3 separate regions of the Zea mays genome follow, and regions 1 and 2 are each linked to region 3. A link is a contact called in public Hi-C data. All regions are on one chromosome and are shown on one strand. The core of a region is the stretch at or near the end of the contact, and the rest is flanking DNA. Distances in the headings are between cores, read along the strand shown. Region 1 holds the start of LOC103634653 (COP9 signalosome complex subunit 2). Region 2 holds the start of LOC100281211 (DNA-binding protein). Region 3 holds the start of LOC100281620 (sialin).

The links. A called contact is a pair of places that touch in the nucleus more often than the background predicts.
Region 1: a contact with region 3 is called in a Hi-C map of leaf, with 4 times the contacts expected there. The contact joins the promoter of LOC103634653 here to the promoter of LOC100281620 in region 3. A contact is called at or near these places in 4 of 25 Hi-C or Micro-C datasets (bundle sheath, endosperm, leaf and 1 more).
Region 2: a contact with region 3 is called in a Hi-C map of ear, with 4 times the contacts expected there. The contact joins the promoter of LOC100281211 here to the promoter of LOC100281620 in region 3. A contact is called at or near these places in 6 of 25 Hi-C or Micro-C datasets (ear, endosperm, leaf and 2 more) and 1 of 3 datasets of contacts at active chromatin or transcription factors (leaf).

Annotation. Positions count from the first base shown.
Region 1 is chr8:2,223,196-2,227,893 of Zm-B73-REFERENCE-NAM-5.0, forward strand. LOC103634653 (COP9 signalosome complex subunit 2) reads left to right here and starts at 3,004. Exons shown (of 12, transcript XM_008657255.3): 1 at 3,004-3,294; 2 at 3,397-3,489. The coding sequence starts at 3,285.
Region 2 is chr8:1,830,912-1,835,564 of Zm-B73-REFERENCE-NAM-5.0, forward strand. LOC100281211 (DNA-binding protein) reads right to left here and starts at 2,207. Exons shown (of 3, transcript NM_001154130.2): 1 at 1,948-2,207; 2 at 703-1,285. The coding sequence starts at 1,982.
Region 3 is chr8:2,054,919-2,059,774 of Zm-B73-REFERENCE-NAM-5.0, forward strand. It overlaps LOC100281620 (sialin), which reads right to left and starts at 2,044. Exons shown (of 10, transcript NM_001370725.1): 1 at 1,568-2,044; 2 at 947-1,054; 3 at 696-851; 4 at 99-314. The coding sequence starts at 1,936.

The sequences.
Region 1 (4,698 bases), core at 1,754-4,253, 170 kb after region 3:
TTAAATCTAACTAATTGCTGCAAACCAATGTTTCCCTTAACCAATAACATTGGGTATAGGCTCGGACAGGTTTGGACATGTGGATTCTGACCCGATACAAAATGAAGTCGTAAGATTCATTAACATAACATATCCAATCAGAACCTCTGTTAATGACACATACTATTGGCATTCTTCCTTCAACAAATAGTCCATTCAAGAAATTGCTATACAAGTTACCTGTAAATAGCCAAGTCTCCGAAGAAAGCCCAGAACGCACGCGGTGACTTGCCAGCTGCCTCCTTGCAGACAGCAAGCTCCAAGCTCTCCTTCCCTTCAACATCTAGCAAGCCACAGAGTGTGTCCTGCGCCATATCCTAGAAATAAAGGGGAAAACACATTAGAATCCAGCACAAGCAGACCGGCGAATACATTGGGCATATGAATATACATATTCCCACACATACCCCAGCCTCAGAGTCGTCAGGGTTGAGGGTCACGGCACGGTGATAGCACTTGACCGCTCGTTGATTGTCACCGCCGCGCGCATAGTGGTGGCCAAGGAAGCGGAAGGGGACGCCATCGTTGGGGTTCAGCTTGGCTGCCGCGAGAAAATGCTCTGACGCTTCCGCGCGGAGCTTCCGCGCCTCTTCCCCATCACCCTCCTGCTCTGCCTCGGCGCGGTCCCATAGGAAGACGCCCTGCACGCGCAGGACGGCAGGACCAACCAGCAGGTGATTAGGCGCAACGGAGAAGCGCGGGCGCGACCACGGGCTCAATGCAGTGGACAACAAAACCTACAAGGTTGTAGTGGTGGAGCGGGCTGGAGGGTTCAGCGGCGAGGGTTTGCTCCAGTTTTCTACGAGGTTGGCCTCCGCCGCTTGCGAGGGAGTAGAACACCAGCTCAGTAAGAAGGCGCGCGTACTGGAGCCGCCGGCGGCCGTGGTGGAGGAGGCTAGGTCACGCGCACGCTCCCTCTGTGGGCTGGACGATTGAATGGGCCTTAGATCCACAAAATTCATTGGGCCGCACGAAAAAATGCCACAGGCGCGTGCCATTTATTTTATTAGTGCCACATCGGGCATTGAGAGTGAAGGAACATGGCTTATAAGGGCAGCTGTGGATTCTATGTTGCTTACTGAGAGAGATGGAACGGAACGTGGTGTATAAACCTGTGCATGTACTGTTTATTTTGTTGCGCGGGACTAACGACGGCAGAACGGCAGAACGGCAGAACGCGTCAGAGGCAGACTACTATTGCTTACTTAATAAGTAGTAGAGATTATATAGATAAATGCTAAACAATGAAATTTATTAAGCCTAATTCATCTATGATAAGCAAATATTCACTGTACCATTACATGAGCAAAACATGGACTAATTAGCATTAATAGACTCCACTTACTATTTAGTTCTCATGCGTGTAATTAGTTTTATAAATAGATTATATTTAATACGTATAACTAATATCAAACATCCGATGCGGTGAGACTAAAACATCTGATACAGACATACAGTGAGACCAAAATTTAGTATCACCCTCTTAGGGTTCTGTATCCTAAATATAGAGTATCAAATGGTCCTCTACGCTCTCCAGCAGCGTCCTCTAAACGGTCCTCTAAATTTAGAGGGCGCTGCTGGTTTCTTTATATATATAGTTTCTCTAAACGGTCCTTTATCCATTTGAATACTTTAAATAACCGGTTTAGCAAAACTGAAATATGTATAATACATTTGAGAGTATGACAAATATGTATGTACAAAAAATAAAAATAAAAATGTCTCTAATATAGATATTTGAGTATAGAGAACGTGATTTAGAGGACGTTATTGGAGAGAAAAGATATATAGCGGATGAAATCTTTTAGAGGAGACTGTAAAGAACGGATATATAGAATGAATATAGAGGACGTTGCTGGAGACAGCCTAATGCATCACACATGCATTGTCTGTTGATGTCTCTTCATTTTTGCGTGTCCACTACCCACTAACGCATATAGTAGGTTTGCTTGGTTCATTTGCCTTGCGCAGTTGGGATCAGTCTTAACACCCTAAATAAAAAACAACATATTTATTGCGTTCACACAGTATGTTTATCGTGTTCACACAATAGGGTTTCTCTCTCGTGTACCGTTGACTAATATGTATCGTGAGAGGATGTGCATTTTTGGCTCCTCGCCACGCAAAATACATCGTGCGTTTGCATTGCCTATTGTGGAAGGCTGTTTTCATGTAAACAGTATCTTCGGCAAGACAAAAAAGTTATGTGCATTGCGTATATGCATTGGTTCGGTCTAACCCTAAATTTTAAAAATATGTAAAATATGAAATGGAACAAAGAAAAAGAAAAAAAATACCGAAATAGAATACTCCTAAGCACGAACAACCGAATGACACGGCCTTCGAACCTGATTTTTTTTACAACACCTCAAATTAGGACTGAAAAATAAGTTCAAGGAGCGAGCGAGCCAAGCCACCCTTTTAGACTCATTGTCGTAGCGAGCTGAACCGACTCGCGAGATATACCAAATTACTTAATATGTAGAATAATAATGGATGCTAGATAATTTTATAAATAGTTAGTTTATTCCTTAGCTTTTTATGATAGATATATGACAATTTACAATCTAGATTATTTATAATGATGAATGATATCTATATATTTTTTATATTTATATATTAATAATTTATTAATACAATTATATATAACAGAATATGGTTTTCAGCCGAGCAACCAAGGAAAGCTAACACCCCGGAATGCTAAGGTATTCATCTGTAAAGTATACAAGCACATTTCCAATCTACATAAAGATACCAACCAGGTCTCTTACATACTTCAAAGACAGGGCGTCGGCGATCCTCTACTATTAAGAGACAGATAACAATGGTGCCGACAGAACAGAACTTAAGATAATACCTCTCCGGAGAAGTCCTTACATGTCTCAAACTAAATAAATCCAACCTGCAAGAAGACACAAAATAAAAATATGAACTATATGAGATACGAATCGCTAACGCGCGAGCAGTTTGAGCGTTATCTTAAGGATGTGCATAAATGCTATCGTGGTGAACCGCGATAAGCTCGTGAAATAGATGAGCCGAGCTTGGGTTGAGTCGAGCCGGGGTCTGGTTTCCAGACCTAGCCCAAACTGAAAAAATTGTTCTTGCTTCCCGATTTCCAGTCCTCTGTCGTTTGTTGTCCCATACTCCCATCTGTTCTCCGCGAGGCGCAACGAAGGCACAAAACCCTTACCTCCATCAAACCCTAGCGCTCGTGTCCCCGTTTAGCTCCCGTCGCCGCTACCATGGGCTCAGGTAATCCGATCCCTCCGACTCGTGGGCTAAATTCTCTATTATTTGTGGCTTGTTCTCTTGCGGAGAATTTTTTTTCTTGATCATGGATGTTATGGTGATTAGATGCGGATATGGAGGACTACGGGTTCGAGTACTCAGACGAGGAGCCGGAGGAGCAGGATGTCGATATCGAGAACCAGTATTACAACTCTAAAGGTTCGGTCTTGTTCTCCTTCGACTTGCGAGTCGGGTGATTTCTCAGAAAGTCAGAAACTAGCGCGACCGGACTATGCTAGTCATTTTTTATGCTCTTGCTAATTTAGCTATGCCTCATTTCTTTGGTGGGGGAAAGTTAATTTCTTTTGAGGGCAGATCAAGATGAGGAGGTTGAAGACATGCTTATAGCCTTACACACACGGCCACACTTGTCGCTGGTGATATAAAGGCAAATCAATTAAGGGCGGATGCTGGCGGGGTCGCATTCGCCCGTTTGTTGTTCGTTCGAGTTTTCTTTGTATGGTGGCACACAACTCTTAACAAGGAGGCACCAACATTATGTGCTAACTAAGCAAGGTGCCCTCGTGCTCTTTTAGTGCTACCGTCTCCTCTGTAGCTATCTGTTTTAGTTTCCGTATTTGACAATATAGGGACTAAAATGGAATAAAATGAAGGGACTAAAAATTAGTCCGTAGAAACCAAACACCCCATAACAATTAAAATTTGTTTCCATGCAGAATTTTTATTTATACATACACAACTAAACAAAGCTACTGCACAGGAACACCAAATACATGACATCTGTTTCTGTTTGTTACCAAAAAATCACTCTCTCCATGAGCATTTAGTCAGGCAGCTGGACTAGCATATGATTGGCAATAGGTGGGCCTAGGTGGTTGCCTACGTGGAAAAAATTGGCTAGCTAGGCTTGATGACTGCCTAGGGGAACACTTTTAAGAGTTACACCACAATTTAGACATTAGTAATGTCATGGCTTCATGCGTATTTTGAAGCATGAAAATGATCAAGTAACCAACATAATTTTTCAGTGCTTTAGTTAGTTCAGTTTCAGTCAGATTCTGTCACATGCTTCATGCCTTCATGGCTTCATCTCATTGTTTTTGCATCTGATTTGAAACACTATCCTACCTATGTGCGAGGAAGCTTTTTTATTGTCATAAGTTAATTCATTTATGACATTGGACATTCTAGAATAGAAATTATGAGTGTGATGGGTAAATAATTTAGGCGATGATTCTGGGACCTTTGGCCCTTTCTGCTTCAAGGATTAATGTGTGACTACCTAGCCTTCAATACCAGTTGCATGCCACTAATTTCACGAATTGCTTCTATATGCAAGATTTATGTACAATCTAGATCTATTTTGTTCCTTAGATCTATATATTTTTCCATGTAAAGTGTTACATA
Region 2 (4,653 bases), core at 957-3,456, 220 kb before region 3:
AAAATAGTTAGAAAAATGAGTTAACAAAGTTATACTGAGCAGAAAGCAACAAATAGCCTTTTGCAATAAACAAAACAAAAGACCAAAGCATTACTTAGAACTATACAGAATCACAGATACACCAGAAAAGATGCAGTTTACATATCATTCATATGATCTGGGATTATCATGCTATGCTTTCACATAATGCAACATTTTAGCCAACCCCTTCTAAGCTTTTACTTAAGTATCTTTGCACCTTTCTTGTCTTTACCCTCTGTAAGATGTTTAAAAATAAGTACAGGGAAAAAATCTGCATGTTAAGTAATTTACCTGTTTTTACCTTAAAAACTACATTTCAGCATTAGGGGCCTGTTTGGATGCTGCCTGCCAGGCAGGTGAGCAGCAAGGCAGTAACTCAGACCCCAAAGGCTCAGCAAATCATGTGCCTGGGAGCACCTGCCTGTGCCTTAGCAGGTTTCCAGGGTCACAAAGCAAACATGCTTCTAAGCTGCTGGCTAAATACTTATTTTTATATTGAGCAGGCTATTACAAGCTAAAGAGTAATGCATATTGTTTGTTTCACATATTATCCAGCATACTAAGTGTTCTTAAAAAATATATAGATCCACCTCTTGGTTAAGCACCTCCAATCCCACATACTAAATATTTGCACCCAATTTAAGTATAAAACTACCTCTCAGTAAATTATATGTTAAATACCTCCAAGGCTTTGGAGTACCAATGCCGCTTTCGAAGATTAAGAAGAACATAATAGAGTTCACCCCTATCAAATGCATTGCCATCCTTTGCCCATTTCTCAAGTGCTGAAGTGACTTGATGCCTCGGAGCTTCCAACACAGTCTTGAGGAGAATAGAATCAGATAATGTCTTGAGGAGAATAGAATCAGATAATCTTCTAGTGTGCTCCTTCTCAGGTTTTGCATCAGCATCCACATCAGGCAAGCCAAATTCGTCAGCAGCATCCTCATCAGAACTATCTTCAGATGCCAACCCGTCATCGTTTTGAACAGCTGCTGGTGGAACCTCGAGATCAGAAAATCCGTCCTCTAACTCATCAGCTTTGTCACCAGAATTTGCACCTGGCTGAGAGGAGAAACCCCTACTGCAAGCAAACTGGCCAGATGAAAATGACAATTGAAAGGCTGGTGACCTTGGTTTATGACAGCAGCACATTTTCTGGCAGTCTGCCTCATGGTGCTCTTCTACATTCTTTGCATCAGCAGCTAGCAGCACCTCAAGACTCGCACAGACATGGGCACTTGCAACTTTTTGGGCACGGAACCTGAAGCAGAACCAAGAGTTAGCCAAATCTGCAGACAATTATTAGAATATATTGGATGCACAACATACAATAGAAGGGCGATCCTGAGCATGCATTCACATGATGCTAGAAAAACATGCATTCACATGCTAATAAAAAAACATGAAAGATGAACAGGCAATTAACTGTGAAGTTGAACATACAAGTATCAGAAATTGCTCTTCTCATTAAAAACATCTGACGCACTCGTAGTAGCAAATTCCCACAATATATAAACAAACTATAGACAATAAAATAGAAGAAATCATAACAGATACAGATGATTCACTCTATGTCTTGGCAATTACATAGATATAGCTATCCTTAAATCGGCGCAGAAACACAATACATCCAACATAGTGTCAAGTGATACCAATAATCTCAACATGATAATGAACAATTGAACAAAATATTTAACTTTAACCCCTAAAAAATGCTATACCCGTGTGTTCCAAGCAATCGCGACCAACTAACAGCCTAACAGGGGATCAAACATTTCGGGGTGCAGAGGGCGCTGCGACGCAACAAGCATAGCGAATAAGCATCCCCATGCGGATCAAATAGGCCGCCGTTAAAACGACGGATGCAGGGGGGGTGACAATAAGAGACCTAGTCGGATAACCAGCGGCCGGGAGCATCACTACCTGAGGGGGTTGCCAGCTCGGCGAAGAGCCCACATGGCGTCGCTGCGGGAAGGCTCCGGGTGGCAGCGGCTGTTGAGGAGACGTGGAGGAGGAGAGGGAAGGAGGCGGCGGCTAAAACCCTAGCGGGCGCTGCCTTTTGGAGGGATAACGGGGAGGACCGGAGGAAGAGTTCTAAAACCCTAGCGCAATGCGGAGCGCGGCGCTGTTTGGTGACGACTGCGGTGCGGCCTGCGGGTGCGATTTTTAGATATCACCGCGGTGAGGGCGCCCGACGCTACCGCTACACGCGAAGTGTACACAGGAATCGGTGTGTTGAGCCTTCGTCTTTTTTTTCCCCTTGGAAATGGTTGAGCCTTGCTTCCACATGCTCAATGACTCATTGATACGGAAGCACTCGTTTCGATCATTGTGTCGTTGTGTGTGCATAAAACTTGTATTGCTCTCTCCATGTATGTGATAAGAATCATAAACTAATAGGCAAGATTATTAGGGTATTTGGTTTCCACTTCATAAACTTTAGTGACTAAAGCTTAGTCACTAAAATAATAAACTAGTGACTAAAATAGGTCTTTCAAATAGAATTTCTAAAGACTAAATTTCGCTTCCTAAAATTTAGAAGGTTGACTAAAGAAATCAAACATCTTCTATATTTTGTACTCTTAACGATCATTACACATATGGATGACTAAGTAAATTGATATTTTGTTCATAAACATTCTATCTTCTTTTTCGATAGACCTTTGATGACCTCTAATTTAAGTTATAGATGTGTGATAATTTTAAAATTTTAATTTTAACTTGGACTTAAGATGTGTTTGGATCATTTAACTAAAGTCTAATATATGGTGGGACAATAGATTAAATATGGATTGGTGAAAAATATAATGAGTTTTAACCATCATTCATTCTATATTAGTTCATGAATAGTTCATATTTACTTCTTCTAATTGACATCCAAAACCATGACTAAAGTTTAGTTTAGGTATCCAAACACCCTCTTAGTACATTCCTGGTGTGTGAGAATAGGAGCTAAAAGTTGTGCTTATGCGTTGATCCACCTTAAGGATGTCTTAAGCCAAAAAAGATCCAAGGAATATCTCAAGTACTGAAAATTAACTTTGTAAAGTAACATTATGTATATAACTTCAAAATAAATATGAATGTTAAGTTTAATATATAGCCATGAACGGTTCTAACTAATGACCAATTCCTTTCTAATAACCTTATTCATAATTCATAAATCATTTTTTTGTTTCCATAAACTCGAGACCCTTTTGGAGTGAAGGAAAACATACAAAATTTGAAGAATTCAGTCTCTAAAGAAAAAATTCATATGAACCTCGAAGAAGAGGATGTTTCCCAACAACTCTATGGAGTGGGCCATTCTGAAAGGGAATTAGGCTTACACCTAGTCCCTAATTAATTTTGGTGGTTGAATTGCCCAACACAAATTTATTGGACTAACCAGTTTGCCCAAGTGTATAGATTATACAGGTGTTAAAGGTTCACACTCAGCCAATAAAAAGATCAAATTTTGGATTCAACAAAGGAGCAAAGGGCCAACCAAAGGCACCTCTGGTTTGGCGCACCGGACTGTCCGGTGCGCCACCGGACAGTGTCCGGTGCACCACCGGACATGTCCGGTGCACCAGAGGACTCCAACGCCAACTCGTCACCTTCGGGAATTTCCAGAGGCACTCGCGCTATAATTCACCGGACTGTCCGGTGTACACCGGACAGTGTCCGGTGCGCCAAGGAGGAGCGGCCTCAGGAACTCGCCAGCTTCGGGAAAACTCCAACGGATAGTTCGCTATAATTCACCGGACTGTCCGGTGTGCACCGGACTGTCCGGTGTGCACCGGACTGTCCGGTGCGACTCCGGAGCAACGGCTATCTCCGCGCCAACGGCTCTCTGCCGCGCATTTAATGCGCGCTCTGCGCGCGCAGAAGTCAGGCGCGCCCATACTGGCACACCGGACAGCAAACAGTACCTGTCCGGTGTGCACCGGACACCCAGGCGGGCCCACAAGTCAGAAGTTCCAACGGTCAGAATCCAACGGCAGTGATGACGTGGCAGGGGGCACCGGACTGTCCGGTGTGCACCGGACTGTCCGGTGCGCCATCAAACAGACGGCCTCCACCAACGGTCAAGTTGGTGGTTGGGGCTATAAATACCCCAACCACCCCACCATTCATAGCATCCAAGTTTTCCAGCTTCCAACCACTATACAAGAGCTAGCATTCATTGCAAAGCACACCAACAAGAGATCAAATCCTCTCCCAATCCCATTCAAAACCCTAGTGACTAGAGAGAGTGATTTGTAGTGTTCATTTGAGCTCTTGCGCTTGGATCGCTTCTTTTCTTTCTTGATTCTTTCTTGTGATCAAACACTCACTTGTAATTGAGGCAAGAGGCACCAATTGTGTGGTGGCCCTTGCGGGAAGTTTGATTCCCAAGTGATTTGAGAAGAGAAGCTCACTCGGTCCGAGGGACCGTTTGAGAGAGGGAAGGGTTGAAAGAGACCCGACCTTTGTGGCCTCCTCAACGGGGAGTAGGTTTGCAAGAACCGAACCTCGGTAAAACAAATCCGCGTGTCACACTCTTCATTTGCTTGCGATTTGTTTTGCTCCCTCTCTCGTGGACTCGTTTATATTTCTAACGCTAACCCGACTTGTAGTTGTGATTATTTTTGAGAATTTCAGTTT
Region 3 (4,856 bases), core at 794-3,293:
CAATAAAATTCAAAGATAATACAATGAGACCAGGGGACAATATTTGCACCACTGGAATAATTTCGTGTATATAAAGCAACACCTGAAGATAAGCATACCTTGGTTGCCCATGTCGTGAACCAAACAAGCCCTAGGGATCCAAATGAAAAGAAGACTGATGGCCAACCGAACTTATGTATCAGCAAGGGGGAAAATGCAAGTCCTGTAACTGACCCAAGGTACATTCCACTGTACACAAGAGACAATGATCTGCTCCTCTCTGATACAGGAACCCATTTCGAAAGAATATTGTTCATTGCAGGCATTGCAACCCCCTGAGGCAAGAGTGTATATGTTTTATCAGAAAGGTGTATCGATGATATCAATAAAAAAACATGCAGGTTTAAGCAACTCAAAGAAGTTCGCCAATTGTCATAGCTGGGTAAGGGTAGGATGACTTCTCAACGGTGAGAGAACAGGACTATTGGAGTGCATAGCTCCTTGTGAATCTATATTTTCAAAGATCTACAACTACTAATTTAAACACAACAATCATTCTAAGGAAGCAAAAGGTAATTCCTTCAGGCAAAAGGAAGAAGCCTAGGGGAAATCACTCTACATTGAATCTACCAGCATTCATACCATCAACAAGTTTATAAACTTGGATGATAGAGGAGTTGGCAAGTAACCGTAAATCAGTAAGAATCAATGCTTACCTCACCAATTCCCATGAAAGCCCGCACAACAAGAAGAAATGGCAAGCCAAGATGTGCTGCAACAGGAGTAAGAGCTGTAGCTATGGACCACCAAACCACACCAAAACCAAGGACAGTCTTTCCTCCAACAGTATCTGCCCATATCCCTCCAGCTATCTGCGATGAAAACGGGGATAGAATCATACAATAACATTTGTGTTTCTATTCCTAATGCAGAGTTCTCGCGCGAAGCAAGAATTTATGTTACCAACCTGAGTTAGGAGGTAGCCCCAGAAGAAAGATGACTGGATGAGACCAACAGTCTGTGGGTTCCAACCAAACTCTGCGGACATAGGCAGAATAGCAATGCTCATATTTACCTGCAAATGATGGTAATATAAATGCCTCACAAACAAAGTGACACTACAGTTCATGCACTCCTTGGAAACAACTGCTACATGTTTTCCAGTTGGTGTTACCGTGTTAGTGATAACAGGTACATATGACTAGAAGTATTGTATATATGGCAGCAGGGGCTGGAATGGGTTGGGGACTTGTAGTCTTGTAGATGCCACGAAAGATGAACAAGACAACGAGTTGTGCACACTAGTTACAATGGGTGGTTGATTCACCAAGGCACTTGGTTATCTGAAGAGTAGAATCACCTCTCAGCAAGGACACCATCCAAGTCTCCAAGAGAGAAAATCTGCAGGGCTAATGGGACATTGAACACCCCATCTCACTCAAGGCAAGCACTCAGAACAGTCAAATTCAAGTTAGTGCCAGATTCTAGAGCATGGATCCTACTGGCTTGATCGGTTGTGGCCCTGTGGGCACTGGGCACTACCATGCAAGCGTGGGGTCGTACGTAGCACACAAGCAGTGACACGTACGCGGTCCATGTTGCAGAGTAGAAATGCGGAGAAGCAGAGGAAGACGATGGCCCAACGCTTGGGGAACTGTCCCTGCTCCTCCTCCTCACTGTCTCCCTCCGCCGCCGCAGGCGCCTCGGAGAGCAGAAGCCTCCTGACCGACGCCAGCAGCGCCCCGGTGTCTCCACCGCTCCCAGCCGCTTGAGGATCGTCGCCATCGCGGCCGCGGCGCCTTCGCGGAGCTGTCTCCGGCTCCACGTCCGTCCCCCGGAACCCCCGTGTCCTGGTCCTGTCGCCGGCCCGGACCCGCGGCGTCCGCGGCGAGCCGCCGGTCCTGCGCAGGTGGAACGGCGGCGCGGGGCAGGAGAGCGGAAGCAGGTGGAGGAGCATGGCTGCAGAAGGAGGGGGGAGAGAGGGGTTCTGGCGTACGTGTGCGGGCAGTGAGCAAGCGGCGCACGCGAAGCTCCCGCGGCTGCCGGTGGTGGCTGAGATTTTTTTCCCCTCCTCTCTCGAGCTGTAGGCTGTAGCGGTGCCGTGGTGGTGTCGATAAGCCGAGTTCGCGCCGCGCGGAAGTGCGGGAGTGGTGCGGTGCGGCCGTGCGGGCTGCGACTGCGATTCTTCGGAGCGGGGCCGGGGGTGTGGCCGCCCCGGGGCCGGGGATACGAATGGCTATCGCACGCCGGGCACGGCTCGGGAATCGGGGTGCCGCCTCGTTATATCTGCCTACCTGGCGGCTGACGCGTGCGTTGGCGCCCGCCCCGGCTCCGACATGGCGACATCAGATGCAAAGCCAATAATAAGCCATCGAGTCGCACAGCCCGGCAACGGCCCACTGGTTTACACGCAAGCAGGCCCTATTGCCCTGATGCGATGTTTCCTCCCACAAAAATTGTTGATTATAGATTCTGTGTTTCCATGTGCGTAATATGTACTAGTGGGCCGGTAGCTTACACGTATCTATAACGCCAACCAAAGGAAAAGTCTCTCCAATCCAATAGGAGAGCTGATCGACTCAATTCCTATGCTAAAGCAACATTTGTAACGAGAAATTATAATAACAGTAAGAGGACCGTGCATTGTTTCTATATCATACGGATAGATTTTGTTTTAATAGAATCCAAAAAATATGATTTATGTTGTTTAGGTGAGCATGAATATAGAAAAAATAACTAAGGTTCTAACCCTCATGCAAGTGAAGGATAATGCATTTTATATAGAGTAAAGACGTCCAACGTCATCTAAACGAGAAGCATTTGTCTCGAGTAGACCCTATTGGAAAACTCTAACCCTAGAATAGGGTGGGGATATGTATTAATAGACTTGGTATTGGGTCTGGCCCATTACAGAGGGGCGAGAGGGTAAAATACATAGGGAAGACTGCCAAACCCTAATACAATTATAACACTCCCCGCAGTCACAACTCCATCCTGTACAGACGTTAAGACTGGACCGAAAGTCTAGGAATACACTCGTCGGTAATCCCTTGATGAAGATGTCGGTGAACTGCAACGTGGTGGGGATACTGAAGATCCGAACGTCACCTATAGCGACTCACTCCCAGACGAAGTGCAGGTCGATCTCCACATGCTTTGTGCGCTGATGTTGCACGGGATTGGTGGAGAGGTAGATGGCGTTGACGTTGTCGCAGTAGATGAGGGTGGCACGCTGAAGGGGGCTATGGAGCTCGTGGAAGAGCTGGCGCATCCAGGAGGCCTCGGCCACAACGCGGTACTCGGCCTCTGTGCTGGAGCAGGAGATGACGTGCTGCCGCTTGGCGGTCCAGGAGACGAGCTTGGCACCCAGGAACACGACATAACCGGAGATGGACCAGCGCGTGTCGGGGCAGCCGGTCCAGTCAGCGTTGGTGTAGACCACAAGCTCCGACGTCGAGGATGGTCGGAGGAGATGTCGTAATCGTAGGAGCCACAAAGGTAGCATAGGATACGCTTGAGAGCAGTGAGATGGGGCTCCCGTGGGGTGTGCATATGGAGGCACACCTGCTGAACGACGTAGGCGATGTCGGACCGGGAGAAAGTGAGGTACTGGAGCGCGCCTATCAAGCTCCGGTAAGACGTCGCGTCAGCGACCGGGGGCCCATCGTCCTCAGAGAGCTTCGCATGTGTGTCGACTGGCGTGGAGCAGGGCTTGCAGTTGGACATGCCAGCTCGCTCCAGAATGTCGATGGTGTACTGGCGCTGGTGCAGGAAGAGACCCAGAGGCCAACGTTCGGTGGTGATGCCGATAAAGTGATGGAGAGGTCCCAGGTCCTTCATTGCAAACTCCCTTTGGAGGGCGATGATTGTGCGCTATAGGAGATCGACGGTGGATGCCATGAGCATGATGTCGTCTGAAAGGGAAATAGGCTTACACCTTTTCCTAATTGATTTTGGTGGTTGAATTGCACAACACAAATAATTGGACTAACTAGTTTGCTCTAGATTATAAGTTTTACAGGTGCCAAAGGTTCACAACAAACCAATGAAAAGACCAAGAAAGGGTTCAAACAAAGAGAGCAAAAGACTACCGAAGTGTGCCCTAGTCTGGCGCACCGGACTGTCCGGTGTGCCACCATACAGTGTCCGGTGCACCAGGGAACCCAACTCTGAACTTGCCACCTTCGGGAATTCTGGGAGCCACTCCGCTATAATTCACCGGACTGTCCGATGTAGCACCGGACTGTCTGGTGTGCCAGCGGAGTAACAGCTACACATCACCAACGATCGTCTGCAACAAACAATAAATGCGCTACAGTGCGCGCCTGCGCGCGAAGTCAGACCAGCGCCAGAAGGCGCACCGGACAGTGAACAGTGACTGTCCGGTGCACCACCGGACTGTCCGGTGGCCCAGCTGTCAGAAGCTCTAACGATCAGAACCCAACGACCGGGTGACGTGGCTGGTGCACCGGACAGTGTCCGGTGGCGCACCGGACTGTCCGGTGCGCCATGCGACAGAAACCTCCACCAACAGTTCTTTTGGTGGTTGGGGCTATAAATACCCTCAACCACCACACTTCAATGCATCCAAGTTTTTAGCCTTTACACCTCATACAAGAGCTATAGACTTCATTCAAGACACATACAAAGAGATCAAATCCTCTCCCAAGTCCAAAGATCATTCTAATCAAATAGTGACTAGTGAGAGAGAGACTTGTGTTCATTTGAGCTCTTGTGCTTCGATTGCTTTTCTTCTTCCTTCTTTTTTGTGTTCAACTCACTTGTAATCAAAACAAGAGACACCAAGTTGTGATGGTCCTTGTAGTGGACTTAGTGTCCCATTTGATTGAAGATAAAGGCTCACTCGGTCTAGGTGA